Linked DNA regions of Gossypium hirsutum: region 2 is linked to region 1. The links are chromatin contacts, called in public Hi-C maps. All regions are on one chromosome and are shown on one strand. The core of a region is the stretch at or near the end of the contact, and the rest is flanking DNA. Distances in the headings are between cores, read along the strand shown. Region 1 has its middle 31 kb from the start of LOC107952764. Region 2 holds the start of LOC107952715.

Region 1 (3,375 bases), core at 19-2,518:
TGACTTTCTTGTGGCTCATCTTGTCATTTTCCTCTTGTTCATTAACCAAAGGGCCCAGCAGCCTAGTAATCCTTGTAACAAGTCTGAGAATTCCAAAGTTGTTCAATTTTCTAAGTTGCTTGACCACCAATGGCAGGCCAATACCAATTTTCTCTTTCTTTCAAAAACAACTGTTGCTGTAAATAAGAATATACACACTTTTTCAAAATGACAAATTTCATGGTGAAAAAAGGTTGCAATGCACTAAAGCAGTAGTGGGTCGAAATGGTCGGTTTAGTGGGGTTCCTTACTTCCTTTGAAACTTTGAAAAGCTCAGCACAACAATGAGTTCCCATTTTGTTTTTCTTATTAATTTCCACAGCGAGAGATGAAGAAGGGGGTTGTGTCTGAATGTTCACTGCCACCGGTAAATCACGCCTACTCATTACGCAATGGACTTTGAACTGTGAAAGTTAGGCTACCGACTTGCTCTTTTGCCCCTTCAAACGAATTAAAAAGACACCCCCAATTGCCTCTTTATTTTGTTACCAACTTGGATGTAAGAAGTTGATTAAGACAGATATAATTGTAATGGCAATCTTTTATCAGGAGATGTTAAGTATCTACCGCACAAACTTTCTGGTGAAACTAAATCTAATTTGAGGTGATGTATATAGCTCAGCTTTTACTGATTTAAAGTCTTTATCAACATGCGTTTGTGTTCATGTCATGTGGTAAAAGATTGCAAATAGCAGTCAAAGCTGCTGCACATCACGAGCACAGGGTTCTACAAAATACTAGTCTATGTTGATGAAAATTAAATCCATCATCCATTTTTTATAAGGAGAAATTAAAAGAGAGACAGAATTGGGTGGTCAAACCAAGGTCTTATTCAACCATAATGATTTAGTATTACCTTACCCTTCTACCTTTACTAACCCTTTTTTGACTATAGACTTTATATTGAGAAGATGTAATAGTAGGTGACTTATTGTCATTAACATAGTTTTGGAAATCTTTAATTTTCAATATTTTTTTTGTGAACTATTGACTTTGATATAGGCTAAGTAACAATTTAATAATAATTATGTTATTTACTGAAACTGTAAATACACACTTGTGGATCAATAGGTATACATAGTACAAGTTTGTATTTAGATTTTATTTCTCATTTAAACATTGTTTAAATAAAATTCCAAAGTTTTGGTTTAAAAACGATGCCCAGGCGAGAACGATGTAGCCCATCTGTTCCAATATGGGAAGCTATGAAGCCCACAAATAAATGGGTAGTTGAAGCCAGAAATTTGCGTGAGAGGATAGAGCCTTAAACCCAATACTTCATAATAAACAGCCCATCATGCGCCTTACTTAATTTGATACACTTTTTAATGTATTCATCTATTTATATTAATTTAAATTTTTTTTTTCAGATATCAATTCAATTGAAAAATAATTTTATTCAAAAGGAAACAAAGTTTTTATTTTTTATATATTTATATAAATTTTACAGAAAATTTAAATCCAAAATAAATTTACAAATACTCAAATATAAAACACCAATATTTGAAAAAAAAAACTCAATTTTAACGTTTCAATCAAAACTCATTTAGTTTTGTACATAACTTTTTTATGAATTTTTTTTTTAAAAATCCTCACAGTCAAACATTCTTAAATTACATAAAATTAATAAATAAAACATACATGACAACTTTTTAAATCCATTTATGGCATTTTTTAATCTTATCGCCATGATAATAATTTTTAAGTTAAAATATGCCATAAGATCATTTACTTTTCGTAAATTTAAAATTTAGTTCTTATATTTTTATTTTTTAGAAATTGAGTCCCTTTATTTTTCATATCACTGTTAAAAATATTTTGTTAAATTTTAGTTTACTACAACATTATATGATTATCAAGTGAGTATTTTTTTATTATAAAATATCACATTAATAAATTTAACAAAATAAAATTAACAATATTTATAATTCAACTTGAATTTTAAAATTTAAAAATAAAAAAATTAATTTTTTAAAAAATAAAAGTAGAGAGTAAATTCAACAAATTAAAGACTTATGAAATGTTTTAATCATATATTCAAATTACCACTTCTAAGTTTATCGGCTTTAATTTATTACTGCATTCATGTTTTTTTGATACTAGCATACATGTGCAATCTTCCAAATATCCATATATTGACATTAACATATATTAACATATTCTAAAAGATAATACCATTGACAAAGTATTTGTTTTCTTATTGCTAGTGGAAAATTAATGACTAATTTCACTAGAAATTGTAGCAATATTACGTTAGCAAAGAGATATTTCATTCATTTAGTAAGAACGAACTTACGAGGCTTAAATTTTTTACAAAACAAAAACCTAATAAAAGCCAATAACTTATGCAAGAAAAGAGCCTCAAAATGTCATGTATTCAGATCAAAGTTTGTGACCAAAGTACACAGAATCGCTCAACGAGAATAACTGATTAAATTAGACTCATTTAATCTATTTGAACTGACTCGATTAGTGGAGCATAGAGGAAAAACCATTTACTTGAAGCATGGTGACCTAGTGAAACACTCGACTAATTTAGAATTACTAGGATAAATATTATAATCCTAAGGATAAAATTTTGTAGCGTTCAAATTCCTTAAGACTCTTATCTTGTAGATAGACTTTAATCTAACTCATTAATGCAATTTAAATTGTATCATTGGACCTAATAGGGCTCAACTATAAATAGAGACTTTTTCCCTCACTTGTAATCATCTCATTGAATAGTTGTTAAATACTTTGAGACCATTTACTCAAACACATTGTGTGCAATCTTTCTTGTGCCATTTTCTTTTCGCTTATATGTTTGCTTTTGTGAAGTTTCGGTGGCTTAGAGAATTTCTTTTAAAATTCTCACTTTTTCAAGAGTTAAGCTGACTTAGGCAGATTTGAAACAAAGATATCGCCTAAGGCCGCACGGTTTGCCAGACTAAAGTTCTAAGCTTTTGACAAAAGTTAGTAGATCTAAACTTGATTCCAAACAAATTAGGAACGAACGTTATTGATTCAAACATCCTTTGCTTTTAATCATACAAGTTATTTTTTCATTAATAGGTGCGAGAGGAGACTCTCTTAGTAACCTCAGCTACTTACACAAGACACTCAAAGATGTCATGAAAGGTGAGAGCTCCCTGCTAAGTCCTTACTTGCCCAACGAAAAATACTTAACAAGAAGTCAAAAACTTTCTATCAAATCAACGACATTTACTAGATAAAACCCATCAGTAGGATAAATTTTAGGTTTGAACAAATCAAAGTAGAGTTCTTATGAGTTTTTGGTAAAAGTAAGAAAAGTCTTGTTGTATCAAAATGGATTTCATGGTTAGTTTAAATGAT
Region 2 (3,446 bases), core at 559-3,058, 620 kb before region 1:
ATATTTTACAGAGCTACATGTCAACAACAGTAGAAGCATGTAAAATATATATGTACAGCTAATGACTTAAATAAATGGCTTAGCCAATCTGTCCTCTCCTATACTCTACTTCAACCTCAATGTTAAAACATTTACCATGCTTTTTTATTTTCTTCACGGAAGGTCGTGTTTGACATTTTTATAATATATAAAATGACCCATTTTGCAGGCAATTCTCATCTTGTCTTTTTCTTCTAAAAACTAATCATGGGAGGGCCTCGCAATTAAAGGCCTTGAATGAATCCATAAAAGTTTGCAGCTTTAGGTGCCATGAATTTTCTTTGGTCTAAAAGACAAAACAAATTAAGTGCATTGAATTCTCCTTAAGAGATTCAACAAAGTGAAAGGAAATGGACGTGCTACTCCCCCACTCACCCTTTCGTGGTCACCAAACAAACCCTAGCGTTCACATAAATAATAGTCACCCTAAACTCCCCCATGCTTATCCAAACAAGGCTCATGTAATTTGTTATATTAGAGTGACTTACTGGGACATTTTTAATTAGGTGATATCCAACATTTTTCATGCAGGCAACCTGTTTCTAATTTTCCAAATCTAACACTAGGACAAACGGGGGAAGGAACAGAAAAAAGCTTAAAAACTTGTGCCACCGATCCAATTTGATAAAAAAAAGTTGTACATTATTTTATTAACAATTTACAGGGAAAAAGTGAAACTGAAAACCATACTGTCAACAAAATGCATCCATAACCCTCAAAAGAAAACACACCTTATAAACATTTTGCTACTATCAACACACCAAAAAAGTTGGTTTTCTTTACTCTTTCTTTTGGGGGTGGAAGAGAGGTTCTTTTTTCTCAACACATGACATCCTTGAGAAGCTTGTACCTGCGTGTGGTAGGCCTGGGAGAAGGAGTGCCGCTGCTCTTTCCTTTGTGATCACCACCACTACTCTCGTCTCGATCGTGTTGCTTGATCTTGTCACCCGAATACTCGGATCGGTTTACGATTATTCCACTTCCGTTTCCACCTGATGATTTCTTTGAAGAGCTTCCATGCCTTGAGTTTCTTTCTTCGCTTTGGCACCAATCACACAGTCCAATTGGCTCTGCCAACTCGCTGTAATAGTTGCTGCAATACCTGCAAGGATAAACAAGTCGTTTCGAGCCATAAAATAAGAGAAACTTAAAAGATTTTTCTTTGTTTTTTTATATAAAAAAATTGGGTATTAAAAAACATGAAATATGGTTTATCTATAATAAGATGATGATAGCTTAGGATGTTGAGTTGGGGTTTTACGAAACCATGTTGGTTGGTGGTGCTTGGGGGAGATGTGGTGGGCATCCAGTTATCTACTTGGTAAGATAATTCAGTTAGGGGTAGCTTTCAAGCCCAGTGATGATGATGATGATGAAGATGATGGAAAGAGAGAATAATACATACGAGTGTTGAAAGCGGTGGTGGCACTTGTTACAGCGGAAGAGTTTGTCAGGAAAACCAACGTCGCCGCACATGCAGCAGACAGTTTGAAGATCCACCATTACTGAAGGAGGAGTTGAATTATATATGCTGAAAAACAAGAGAATAAGAAGAGGTAGAAGAAGATGGCTTGAAAAAGAAAGAAAAAAGAAAAGAGCGCGAGAAAGGGGCCGGAGGTGGGGTGATGAAGATAACTACAAGAGAGCCATACTATATATCTATATAAAGAAAGAGGATGGTTTCAGAATTCAGAGTCGGTGTATGAATTCCCATACATTAATTTTTTAACCATTTATGTACCAAAAAGAAATTGATTAATTTATATATCTTCATAGGTAGACCACAGGTTGCTTGCAGTCGTTTTCAGTTAGAGAAAGAGAGAGAGGGAGAGAAAGATGTGAACCTTAAAATTTATGTGCAAGAAAATGACATTTATGTCCTTTGAGGATTTCTTTTTACCTTTTTTTTTCCATCTTTTGTATATTAATTAATTAATTAATTTAACTTTTTCTGGTTCTTGTTCCTTTGCCATTTACTATTGGCAACTTATGAGCTCCTACGCTACCCCACGCTCCTCTCCTTCCCATTTAAATTAAGAAACATGTTTGCCATCGCGCTATATACCTCAAAACTTCATTTCTTTATTTTTAAAACAAAATATTCATGATTATTTTTAAGTAAGATTAAATAATTGCCCAAGTATCAAATACATAATTGATTTCTGTTGTAAACTTGGGTAATGTTTGATTCATATAAAAAACTTACAAAAAAATGTTTTTATCCTTTTTATATTTGTTTTACGGAAAATGATTAATTAATCAACATAAAAAAAAACCTTTTTTTTTCTAAAATATGACTTTTCTTTTGAATGAGCTTGAATCATTTTTTGAAAAGAATCTCTAATGAATAATTTGATTTTTTTAACCAAATCAAATATTATATTAAAAATAATTTTTTAATTTTATTTTTTAAAATATTTAAAAATAATATGAAATTGATTTCAACTATTGTAGCTGACATGGCACTGAAAGCGCTTTCAGCTGGGCGTGCTTTCAGTGCATTTTTTTGCCATGACACTGAAAAGCGCCCTGTAGGGAGTGTTTTCACTCTCCCGATTTCAACTGCTGCAAAGTTCCCACTCATCCATTAAACATCCCGATATAATATTTTCTAAATCATTTTGCCACTCACCCCCTGCTGTATAAATGGATCATTTTCAACATCAGCGTCATAAGTCAATTTCAAGCATACTGAATTGCACGAAGAGGAAGTTCGCAAGACATTCGTAAGGCATAATTTCGAGCAAACACGTAATTACATCAAGTAAGGTTCGATTTTTGTTGTTCATATATAATTACAACTCTATTTTTCTGCATAATGTTTTTGTTTCCAACATACGAAATAGGTTATTTCGTTGAAATGAGTGAACAAATTAATGTTTTTGTTTATTACGACAATGAAGTTCGTGACACCGACATTAGGGTTATTTTTTCATTGGAGAACACAACGCGATTGGCTTTCAACTCGAACATACAATTGCTAGAGCTCCGTGCATGAATTAGATGAAAAATCATCAAATCCACCTAAATGAGAGTATCGTTATTGAAATATCGATTCTGTGTTTCTGTCGACCCAATCAAATATAAGGATTTCAATATCAAAGGTGCAAAGGGGATGGAGGCGATGGTCCAAATGCATATTGCTAGTAGATCACCAATACTCTAGTTATATGTGGAGTTTGCAAACACAGATGAAGGCGGTCAGAGGTCGACATATGTTCCAATTCGAGAGGCTAGAATAGAAGAGCAAGCTGAAAGTCTAATGACACAATTGTGTGTTGGGTTCACGACTTTGTTAGAAAGTTCCTATTATAATATCCTGGAATCATCAATGGGAAGACACTCATCGGTTTCAGCCTTAGATTTCAATCGTAATAAACAGAACATCTAGCAGTTAGGCTTTGGCG

The links. Hi-C and Micro-C count contacts between places; a contact is called where the count stands out from the background.
Region 2: a Hi-C map of leaf shows a contact between it and region 1, with 5 times the contacts expected there. The contact joins the promoter of LOC107952715 here to the enhancer-like site in region 1. A contact is called at or near these places in 2 of 34 Hi-C or Micro-C datasets (both in leaf).

Annotation. Positions count from the first base shown.
Region 1 is chrA07:36,479,009-36,482,383 of Gossypium_hirsutum_v2.1, reverse strand. No RefSeq gene overlaps it. Among protein-coding and RNA genes, the nearest start is that of LOC107952764, 31 kb to the right of the region's middle. Within about 2 kb of position 1,268, at least 3 of the 9 cell types and tissues checked have an H3K27ac peak or open chromatin away from gene starts, as enhancers often do. A contact at or near this core is called in leaf, where this site is marked.
Region 2 is chrA07:37,096,869-37,100,314 of Gossypium_hirsutum_v2.1, reverse strand. LOC107952715 reads right to left here and starts at 1,808. Exons shown (of 2, transcript XM_016887875.2): 1 at 1,445-1,808; 2 at 635-1,141. The coding sequence starts at 1,542. The coding sequence ends at 859.